2 separate regions of the Capsicum annuum genome follow, and region 1 is linked to region 2. The links are chromatin contacts, called in public Hi-C maps. All regions are on one chromosome and are shown on one strand. The core of a region is the stretch at or near the end of the contact, and the rest is flanking DNA. Distances in the headings are between cores, read along the strand shown. Region 1 has its middle 13 kb from the start of LOC107867661. Region 2 overlaps LOC107867660 (a long non-coding RNA gene).

Region 1 (5,880 bases), core at 2,505-5,004, 53 kb after region 2:
TTATAAGACTCAAGCAAGTAAGAAGAATTTAAATTTTTATTGATTTCAACATTCATCTTATAAAGGCCCTTGGTGAGATAGTATTTACCTACATGCATTTCTCCTTTGCTAATTACAATTTTTCCAGAAACGGTTACATATTTGAATCCGTTCTTATCTAAAAGTGAAATAGAAATCAAGTTCCTACATAATTCCGGAACGTACAAGACATTGTTAAGTGTCAAGACCTTTTCTGAAATCATTTTCAAGCCCACTTTTCCTATTTCTTCTACCTTAGCCATAGCGGAGTTAGCCATGTAGATTATTTCTTCTACTTGAGCCGAAGTAAATGACGAAAGAAACTCTTTGTTGGGACAAACATGGCGGGTGGCACCAGAATCCATCCATCACTCGCGAGGATTCTCCACCAAGTTGCATTCTAAAAAAATAGCACACAAATCATCACATTCTTTGTTGGACTCAATCGTATTTGCTTGATCCTTTTTCTTATCTTTCTTAGGGGCACGACAATCCGTGGACTTATTGCCAATTTTGCCACAGTTGAAGCACTTTTCCTTGAATTTCTTCTTGGGTTGATTGCTTCCTTGTTCAACTTTATTCCTTTTCTTAGAATTGTTTTGGTCATCTTCTACAATATGTGCTCCATTAATTGTAGAATTCCCTTTTGACTTCTCTCGGCAGCCTTATTATCCTCTTCAATATGCAATCAGATAATAAGATCTTCGATAATCATCTCCTTGCGTTTGTGCTTCAAGTAGTTTTTGAAGTCTTTTCACATAGGTGGTAGCTTCTCAATGATTGTTGCTACTTGAAATGTATTATTCACAATCAAACCTACAAACAGTTTATGTAAGTACAAATAACATTTTCAATTTGTTCAACTAAGGCATTTTTCAAAGATATACCTTTTGCTAGGAGATCGTGGATGATTACTTACAATTTCTGCACTTGAGAGACAATCGATTTGCTATCTATCATTTTAAAGTCCAGGAACCTTGCAACAAAGAATTTCTTAATTTCCGCATCTTCTGTCTTGTATTTTCATTCTAGTGCCCCCACAATTCCTTCGATGTATTAGTTCCACTGTAAACATTATAGAGGTCGTCTTGGAGACCACTCAAGATATAATTCCTGCGGAGGAAGTCCGAGTATTTCTAAGCCTCTACAATTATGAAACGCTCTTTGTCCGTGGTTCCCTCGGGCACCTCAAGAGCATCCTCACTAGTGAACCTTTGAAGACATAGTGTTGTGAGGTAGAAGAACATCTTCTGCTGTCAATGCCCGCAAATTTTTCAGACTTCTCCGCAGGTGCCATTGGTTGTAGAGCATTTGCTCGACTTGTTGAGGCAATACTAGTTGCCCCCACAGTCGTAGCCGCATCTTGCATTCAACTTTTGTTAATCATTTTTTCTGTCACCACAAGATAATAAAATTTAGTATTTTTAGAATACTACTTATAAAGTTAAGCAACTTTAAACTGTTCTTCTTGTTTCTAGTTAACGATGAAGTTTTTATGACTTCCAATCGTCAACCGTATGATCTTTAACTTGTGATGAAGATTTTATATCTTCGAATCACTAGTTAAGTTCAAACGGAGTAGAAAGCTTAAAGCTTTAATCTCCAAAAACAAGCAATACATATTTTGCAAGATTATTCCTTAAGATTGTTATTTTATGGTGTATTTCGGGTACAAGAATCTGTATTTTGGTACAACAACTTCAACACTAGTTCAAGTTTAAAACAAGAACACTATGAAGTACAAAAATTTCCTCAACACAAGATCAAACTGATCTTTCTAAGAAGTGTGTTTTATTTTTTCAGAAATTAAGATGAAACAGAAATATAAAGCCAAGTCCCCCGACTTCACGGAGTATCCTTAAGGAATAATTTCCCTCACTGTACCCGAGGTTTTGGAATCTTTCTCCCAGGATAAAATGGATTTCAATCCAACTATAGTGGTACCTCAAATAATTGAATTCGTCGAACTCACTCAACGATTTGATTGATCACAAAGAATGTTTTGAAAACAAGAAGAGTTTTTATTTTAGAAAGTTCTTCATTCATTTCTAAACCTGTGGATGAAAGCAGGTTTATATAGCCATCAGATGACTCTTCTGAAAGGTGGCAATGGTTCGCTTAAAAGGTGTATCCTTTAGAAGAGTCATGTCTGTTCAGTCAAAACATTGTGTTTTTTTCTGAACAGACACAACTATCTGAACAGTCACCTTTTCTAAAATAATGTCTTTTGCTCAAAGGTCGTGTCCCTCAATTTTCCATTCACACCAATTAAACCCAACAAGATCTTTGCAGCTAATATGAAGTCAATTAAACCTTGCGTATTTAGGTACAAAGCAGCTAATATGAAATCATAAACTTGAACTTTTGGCTCCGTTCTAATGATTTTCGTTGTGAAATCTGCAAGGAACGTCGGGTTTCACTTCGTCCAAGCGTGCCCCTTCTTCTTCACTACTCCGGAGCTTTGAGGCAACCCTAAGGAATTTTTACAATGAAGCCTTGTTTTGGTTTACAACTGATAGGGCAAGGGTAATTAAAACTCGAGTGAACTGCTTCTGTTTTCAGCTTCCTTCTATAATGGCCTGAAGGTCGTTACCATTGTGCCGCTAAGTTTTTGTTACAATGGAATGACGTCAGTCCATCCAAAAAATTTTTACTCCAAATTTATTTAACTAAGTCTTTTACGTATCTATGTTAAAGATATTAATGAAGTTTTCGTATTGCGGATATCTACGAACGCGATGATTTTTAGTAACAACGGAATGGATCATTACAACATTACAAAAGGCTAAGAGCAAGATATGGAAATGTTTTTTCTATTAATGAAGAAAGTTCAAGTCCTGGAATTATTTGTGGTTCATGTCTTTGAATATTTTTGTTCTTAATTTTATCATATTTTCAAATAGATTGGAAAAATATGTTATCCTTGTTGGTTTGAAGTCTGTTATCATTGTAAAATTGGGAAAATTTAATATTATCCTGGTAAATTAGAAATATCATTTTCCTTGCAGGATTTACTTAAAATCTGTATGAAAGCATTGTAATTAGAGACCTCTTGTATTGCAGTATTTCTTGGTTATGGTGAAAAACTCTCTCTACTTTTGCCTTTAGAAGTAATCTCTGTAACCCCATTAAATCTTTTTATTTGGTATGAAAAAAAATCTTTTTCATGAAGAATGTTTTGTTTTTCAGGGAACAAGGAACAAGTGGATTTCCTATTTTTTTTTGTTTTTGTAGACAGAGAAATTTTGTGAGACTCTAGAAGACCAATTTAATTTCTGTTAGAGTTCTTGTAGGCAAGTTTACTTAAAACCTAGCTTGGGGCTACTCTACTTTAAAACTTAAATTATTATGCCTACATAAAGGGACAAATATTCTCTTGAAAAGATATCTAGAATATCCATAAACTCTTGATACTCACTAAGAGATCATCATATGTTTGAGAAATACGCTACTAACGATGCTCGGATCGTGAAAAAATTTCGAAGAGAAGAATCAAGGGAATAACAGAGTTGTACCCATATATCAATGAAATTTCTTGTTTCATCATATTTGTTTTGTGATTGTGTAGTTTTAGGACATTATGATTTATGCAAACAGTGTTCGACACAAAGAAGTAAAAAAATATTATCTTAAAATCATTTGTATGAAATTAAAAAAAATACTTGAGAGGTGGCGGTAGGAGGTAGAGGTGTGGGGTGGTCGTGATGGGGTAAAGATGAGATGTCTAGGATAAAGAGGACCCAATCAACATAAAATAACGATTGTGGAGACGATTAGTCCGGCTAGCTATTTTCTGTCATCTTTTTGAATGTGTATGTCTTCGAGGGTAATGTTGCACCCTTACTTGAGAAATAATTGGTCTTACCGTCTTAGAGTCTCTAATTTTGAGAGTAAACTTAATTCTAGCCAATTTTAAGAGTTAAAGGTATAACTTAAAATTATATCTTATTTATTACAGTAAGTAGTATTATCAAGAAGCAATGTGACGCTATAGTCTGATTGCCCATCCACTCAAGTTAACTCAGAGCTATAGAAAATTACCTTCGAAGTAAAATATAGCAGATCTTATTATGACCATCACACAAAAGGACCTTATGTCATGTGATGGTGAAAAAGTTGACGACATAAGAGTAGAAAGTTTCACCCAGAAAATCAAGCGGTCATATCACATCACTATAGAATCAAAGCAAACTTACGTAGTCAAAAAGAAAAATCAACCTCAAATTCTGGTACAAGGACTTTGAAGAATCCAAAATTTTGTAAGTGGTAGCTAAGCAATTAGTCTAGTACTAGTTACATCCTAAAATTTTGTAAGTGGCAGCTATGCAATTAGTCTAGTACTCTAGTACTAGTTGCTTTGCTTGGCAGTATGAATTTTTTGAAAAAAAAAAGAAGTAAATAAAGATGCTTTCGTACATTTTAACTGAATTTGGTACCTCCAACACATTATATTCGTACTAATTGAGGTCCCCACACAAAACAGTGTGTTTTACTTACTGCGTCCTCCGTTTCATAATAAATGAATTGTTGAATTTTGACACATATATTAAGAAAAAAATATTAAAGACATAAATTTAACACAACTTTCTATTTTTACCTTCAAAAAAGAAAAAGTTGACCTTGTAATATCTTTTCAAAAGTTAATTGGTTGTCAAATCATAAAGGTAAATTTTGAAAAAAATTCAACGATTTACTTATTTTGAAACACCAATAAATATCCCAACAATTCACTTATTCCGAAACAAAGAAGTGATAGTTTGATTATTTGTCCTATTGTCTCTGCCTTATGTCTACACTTTAGTGTAAGTGCTGCTAAAATCCATTGATTTGTGTCCAAAAATTGTAATTTCTGACCGTGGTAATAAAATCAGCTTATAAAATTGTGATTCGGTCTATTTGTTTATATTTGGATGGAGTAATGATTCACTTAATTTAATTTATTTTGATTCACTAACTGGATTGACCTGAAGTCCAAATTGACCTATGACAAAAAAAATTTAAAATATTTTTAAATGACTTTTAATTTCAAATATTGTATATAGTCATAATATAAGAAAAAAAGTTGTAGTAGGTTCTCAAATAAATTATATAAAAAAATAACTAAAAAATTTAGAACTTGTTAAAGATTGTGTAGATCGAGTTATGAATCGATCTTTAACCCATTCAGTCCAACTATTTCAGCCTAAGCAACATTTGAGCGGTTCATTAACTCACTCATTGATTAATTCGATTTAGTTTAAATTGCATATTCATTTATTAACTCACACTATTTTAACATGCCCAAATTCAATACAATCCGTTTATTTGACACCATTAATTGTATCCCCAAAGCAAAAAATACTATAATCCACTCAATTGTGACATAAAATCCCCTTTTAAACTCCTTTTATTCGAAAGATGAATAAGATGCTCAGTAAATTTGAATGAAATAAAAAAAGCATACGTCCTTCTTGGTACCTTGTAGATTCCTCTTACGTACTAATGGAAGGAGTCACTTCTATGTCTTTTCTTTAAAACAAAATTATTGTCTGTTGACATTCCATGTTTACCATTTTATTTTTTTTTAAAAAAAAAAAAAAAACTACTAAGATGAAATTTGAGGAGAATTTACTTGGTAACTTGTATATATATGTTTCGATCGCTTCGTGACACTAACCTTTTTTGTGGTTCATAACACTCTGTTTACCTCCCTTATTTTAAGTTTATTATCTATCGTAACAATTGTTTAACTTCTTACGTGCTTAGAATTAATAAAAGGAATTATGATTTGCTTTATTTATCCTTACTAATATATGTTTAATTTTACTTAAATTCTTCGCAAATTGAAATCCTAAATTCATCTGCTTCATTTTGGGCCGGAGT
Region 2 (5,990 bases), core at 3,491-5,990:
ATAGTAAATAATAAATATATAGGTATAGACTATAACACATGAGCTATTAATATATATCTTCCTCCAAAGGACAATAGTTTGTTTTGCCACAAGCTTAATCTTTTCATTACCTTCTTAACCAAATCCTCAAAGTAGCACTTTTTCTTTCTCCCATAAAAAACAAGACATCCTATATAGGTAAAAGGAAAAGAACCCCGAGAAATGCCAGTTATTCTTTTAATTTTTAAACACATACCTATAGGAGTCTTTTCATGAAGATAGAATAACCTTTTGTCTAGATTAATCAACTATCTTGATATTTTCTCATACTCCTTGAGAATCTTTATCATTTTCTTAGGCATAAGAGAGGTGATTAATTTTAGGGCTCCACTTAGGTATAACATATCCTTTAAATAAAGGATTATCAAACAACTTATTTAATCTCCTAGCTAATACTTCAGCTACAATGATGAAGAGAGTAGAAGACAAAGGGTCCCCTTGTTTCAGCTACAATGATGAAGAGAGTAGAAGACAAAGGGTCCCCTTGTTTCAATTCCCTAGATGATTGAATGAAACAACATGACAACCTATTCATCAAAACGGAGTACCAATTATTACAAAGTAGTCGTACAACCATATCTATAATTCTTTCATAAAAACCAAATCTTCTCAAAACCATAATCCGAAATTTTCAGGAAACCCTATCATAGGCCTTTTCCATGTCCAGTTTAACCCCCACATTCTGTTCTTTGTTCCTTAAATTAATGTCCCTTATTATTTCTTGTGCCATCAACACATTCTAGTTAATACTCCTACCCTTCACAAAACCACTTTGATTGGGAGAGAGGATACCAGGAAGTAAACCAACAATCCTTTCATGCAATACTGCTGATATTATTTTGTTAGCAAAAGTACTTAATCTTATAGGTCCCAGGTCTCCAAAAGTTTCAACAATTTTCTTCTTAGGAATAAGAAGCAAATTGGTATGAGTTATAAACCTTGGGATCTATTGACCACAAAAGAACGACTTCACCATATTTGTAACATCCTCTGCAATGATGTCCCAATAGGATTAAAAGAATTGTCCAGAGAAACCATTAGGACCACTAGCACTCTCCCCATTTAAAGCAAAAACCACCAACTTTACTTCTTCCCTGGATGGTATTCTAACCATGTGCTCATTCTGCTCCTGTGTAATCATATTAGGAGTACATTGGATCAATTCTTTGTTTTCTCCTTCCTACTCTTAAGTAAACTGTTTGATGAAAAAATTAACAGCCTCTTCTCCTATATTCTAGGTTGTACTAATCATGTCACCTTGCATTGTCTCAATTTCTGACAGCTACATTTTCTTTCATCTTCCCTTCACATATGAGTGAAAATATTTTATATTCTTATCTCCATCTTTAAACCACCTCATTCCTGCTTTTTGTTTTCAATATTCCTCCTCCATGTATAGATATCTTTTAAAGTCAGCTTCTACCATATTCGGTTTTGATCTATTTTCATCTGAAGGACAAATCTTCAATTGAATCTCCTTTGATTTGATCATATCTTCCAGCATAGCAATTTTTTTTTTTAAAATATCTCCATAACTTCTTTTGCACCAATGTGATAATATAGATTTCACCTTTTTTATATTTTCATGCATAACAGTAAAAGGTGATCCTGGAATTTCTCTTCTCCATACCTCTTCTATCACTTGAATAAAGTCCTTATGCTTTACCCAAAAATTCATAAACCTAAAAGGTTTTACTACTCTTTCCTGAGATGAATTACATATAACATGTAGTGGAGCATGGTTAGAGCCTTGTCTAATCAAATGATGCACTTCACTGTTGGGAAGAAGATGCATAATTTCACCATTTCCAAATACTCTGTCAAGCCTTTTAAAAATACATTCCTCTTCTATTCTTCCATTCCACGTATCATTGCTACCTGTGAACTCATTTAGAGCACATGTACTAATACAACTCACAAAATTAATAGTTTCTTTTTGAGTAACTGGTAATCCACCTAGCTTTTTTGCCTCATCCATAATAGTGTTGAAATCTCACCCTACTAAGCATGGACATTGCAATTGATCTACAACCCATTCCAAATCATTCCATAATTCCAGCCTCTCCAGAGCACTGCATCTTACATAAACTGCAGAAATGCAAATATTTTCATTTGTTCCCTTTCTTTGAAATTTTATTGTAATTTCTTGAATTAAGTTTGACAAGTCTTCAACCTCCCAGCCATCTTCCCAAAATATCCATATCTCAGCAGAATAATTCACTTTAGCATTTGATAATCCTAATTTCCTTCTATATTCTTCTATTTTATTTGGACTTTGAAAAGGCTCAAATAAAGTTATATAAGAGTATTAATGTCTCTTATGTAGGTCTACTGGCCTCTCAAAAGATTTTTGAGTTTTAACAAACCTAATATTCCAAAAAATCACCTTATTAATCATTGATCAGTAGTAAAAGAGGACCCCTTCTTTCTTTTTGTATTTATTTATGACTGTTGAAGTCCTGGCTTACCATCCTTATTGGATTTTTGTTTTATCTTTCTAGTTTGTCTAGGTGATAAATCACATTCCTTGCTCACTTGCTCTATGTTGAGATCAATACTTTCATCTTCTTCTTCGTGTTGCTTGTGATTGACTTTCTTCTCTGAAATATTTTTAAGGCTAGGTACTGATGATGTTTCTTCTTGATCTTCCTCCCTTATTTGTTGTATCTTGTCACTTATTTGTTGATCTTCTTGTAATGGGTTCTTCTCCTCATTATTTTTCTTTTGACTTGACATTACAGGAATACTATCAACTATTTTATTTTTTTGTTCCACCGATTTCTCCAGATTGTGTATGACTTTGTGAGTGCTTTGTGCATCATGTTAACTGTTGTTCTGTGTTGTGTCACCTGTTTGCTCCATAAGATCCTTCATCTTACCTCCTCCATTTTTATTTGTTTCCAGGAACTTTAGCTTTTCTTTATTATCTTCCTCATTGATACCAACTATCTTTTCCCCATTACTTTCCTCCAATGCCCCAAATTTATTCTCCCCAACAACTTATTTATTCAATTGGCATGGATTTCATTCATATCTTCCTCTATTAAATTATCTTCCCCTTCTAAAAGCATTTTTTTCCTCTTTGAATTCAACCTCTCCCTTCTTTGTAATTTTTTGTTTATCTTCCTGAGATTGGACATTAGCATTTGAATTTAGATGTTGCTCAGCAAACTTCCCCTTTCTGACTTCTCCACCTTATTATAATCCTTGTTTTCACTTTCCTCTTCATATTTTAGGTATAATTCTGGATGTAGTACAAAACACTCCTTATTATGCCCTTGAAGCTTGCATGTCTTGCAGTATTTAGGTACATAATCATACCTAATATGGATCTACTTTTCTTTGATGTCCCCATTCTTTATCCTCATACCCTTATTAATTTTCTTTGGAAAATCACCTAATAGATCTACCACCACCTTGACCCTTGCACAGCTGGGTCTGGTGTATGACTAAGTCAACTTGTAAAGGTTTCCCAATAGTTGAAGCAAGAGAGAAAACTACTTTATTACCAAAGAAATTAGGAGGAAGTGAAGAGAATGATATCCAAGCAATAGCAACAGGTATTTCTTCCTCCGGATCAAATAAAGACTCCCATTTCAAAGTACGCATAGGGTAAGAGTAATAGTTATGAGTAATATAGAATTGTGATTTTGAAAGAAGGTGAACGTAATCATCTAATCTTGTAGCCCTTATCAAAATATAACAATTACTTAACAGACCAATGTTCACTTCTTAGACCAATGTTAACAAAACAATCTTAAAATTACTTAACAAAATATAACGATTATCAAAATAGTGTGATTACTTATCAGACCAATGTTAATAGACCAATGTTCAAAATATAACAATTACTTAACTGACCAGTGAGGCCATTGATTCGATCAAAGTAGGCAAATTAGGGTTTGACGGCCATGGTTTGAATATTACCAGTATTTTTATACTAATCAGACATTCATGAGATGTAATTTAAACTTCAATAGAGAGAGAGGCTATAAAATATGAGATGGACTACATGTACATAGTGTGGATGTGAGGGATAGTACATGCATCTATAGATCATGGATGATCAAGGGAGTACCTTGTCCATATGGGATTGTAACCATACTTTATAAGAAATAGAAACCAATTGATTTTATTGATAGCTGCTATAGTAAGGAGACTTATCTCATATTGCTAGAGCCAACAAATCCTCATGTGGAGCAACCACTTGTTAAACCTATGCTTAGTAGGTCAAACAAGATTAGGAATAGAGAGTTTAGTGAGACCAAAAAGTGTGGAAATATGTCAATAAAGGGGTTAACATGATTTATAGCATATGTCAATAAAAAAATCAAAACAAAAAAGGTTTTCCTTTAAAGGTGTGATAACTTTAGATGACTTGTATAATTTATTTGTAGTTTGATTATTTTTGAATATGTGACAGTTTTACCTCTTTTTTGTAGGATTCTATTAGACCAAGTGGTGGTGTTGTTGGACCAAGTGATGTACCAAGTACTTCAAAACCTAGAGGGAGGCCAAGAAACATTCTTATTACTACAGATGCACCTCCTAGACCTAGATAAAGGCCAAGGAAAATCAAGTGATAATATTTAAGCACCTTCTACACCTATGGAAAGGCTAAGAAAGACAACACAGGTCGAACACGTTGCAACACTTTCTACACCTAAGGAAAGGCCTTATGAACCAATTGCAGGAGCTGCAAGAGGCATGGAAAGAGCTGCACTAGCTGTAAGAGGCATGAGAAGAGTTGCACCACATGTAGCAGCTGCACCAAATGCAAGAGGTAAAGGAAGAGGTGTTGAATATGGTGCTGAAGATGCAAGAGAAAGGATAAGGGGTATTGAACATGTTTCATAAGCTACAAGAGGTAGAGGAAGTGGTAGAGGAGTAGCACCAGTTGCAACAGCGGCAAGAGGCAAAGGTGGACCTAGAAAAACACCTCTTGGTAACATAAGAGTGCCAAGAAGGAAACCTTTGCATGAGTGGTTATAAAATCAAATAAGTTACAGTACTCATGCTCCATCAAATATACTTTCTTCACCTATTTATGTTCCACCAAATTCATCTGCTTCACATGTTCATGCTCCACCAAATCTACCTATTCATGCTCAATTTAGTACATGCAGTGGAAGAGCAGCTAGTAAAAGGCCAAAGATAGTTAAAATGGGTGTTTTAATTACTAAAAATGGTTTCACAACATATAATGTAAGTTTTGTCAACAAAATTTAAGTTAAATTTGTCTTAAAGGATTACCTGTGTGTAAATTTCTTTATTTATTTGTCTGCAGTTTGGGTTGCCAAATAGTATAATACTACATACTGATTCAGAACAATCTATAAGGTCTGTTGATGTTATTGGGGACCTTGATTACAAATCAAAAATAGGAGTAAGGTGGAGGGATAAAAAAACAATGACCGGAAACTAGCTTGAAGTGATGAGAGATGAGATGAGAATGAATAAAAGGCAAAAAATGACATCTTCACAATTCAAGCCATAGTGGAAGTAGTTTTAAAATTTTGGTAGTTTTTTAGATTAAAACTGATATTGTACTGTTAATGGGGTAGGTTATTTTGACAAACAATGTGATTTACTTTTGCAAGGTCATATATTGTAAAGTTTTTATGATTCACTTGAATGTTGCATCTCAAATATTTGTGCAGTAATTTGAATTGACTTTTATTGCACTTGAAAGTTGCATCTCAAACAGTTATGCACTAATTTTGTGTAGAATTCTTGCACTTGCCATTATAGTTGAATGTTTCTATAAATTTGTATCTATTATTTGTGGTGCTATCAGAAGTTTCTATCAACTTTGGAATAATGAACATAGCTCAACAAAATTAGCAAAATCAATAAGTACTCAAAGAAGTTTGCATATTCAACTAGGATATTTCATTCTACAAAATCAAGTTCAAGCCACCATTCAATAAGAAAAACTATCAACGACAAAT

The links. A called contact is a pair of places that touch in the nucleus more often than the background predicts.
Region 1: a contact with region 2 is called in a Hi-C map of leaf, with 2.4 times the contacts expected there. The contact joins two enhancer-like sites. A contact is called at or near these places in 4 of 5 Hi-C or Micro-C datasets (bud, leaf and placenta).

The regions. Positions count from the first base shown.
Region 1 is chr4:186,400,742-186,406,621 of UCD10Xv1.1, forward strand. No RefSeq gene overlaps it. Among protein-coding and RNA genes, the nearest start is that of LOC107867661, 13 kb to the right of the region's middle. Within about 2 kb of position 3,755, at least 2 of the 5 cell types and tissues checked have an H3K27ac peak or open chromatin away from gene starts, as enhancers often do. A contact at or near this core is called in leaf, where this site is marked.
Region 2 is chr4:186,346,836-186,352,825 of UCD10Xv1.1, forward strand. It overlaps LOC107867660 (a long non-coding RNA gene), which reads left to right. Exons shown (of 3, transcript XR_007054317.1): 2 at 4,482-5,244; 3 at 5,327-5,990. Among protein-coding and RNA genes, the nearest start is that of LOC107867660, 8.8 kb to the left of the region's middle. Within about 2 kb of position 4,741, at least 3 of the 5 cell types and tissues checked have an H3K27ac peak or open chromatin away from gene starts, as enhancers often do. A contact at or near this core is called in leaf, where this site is marked.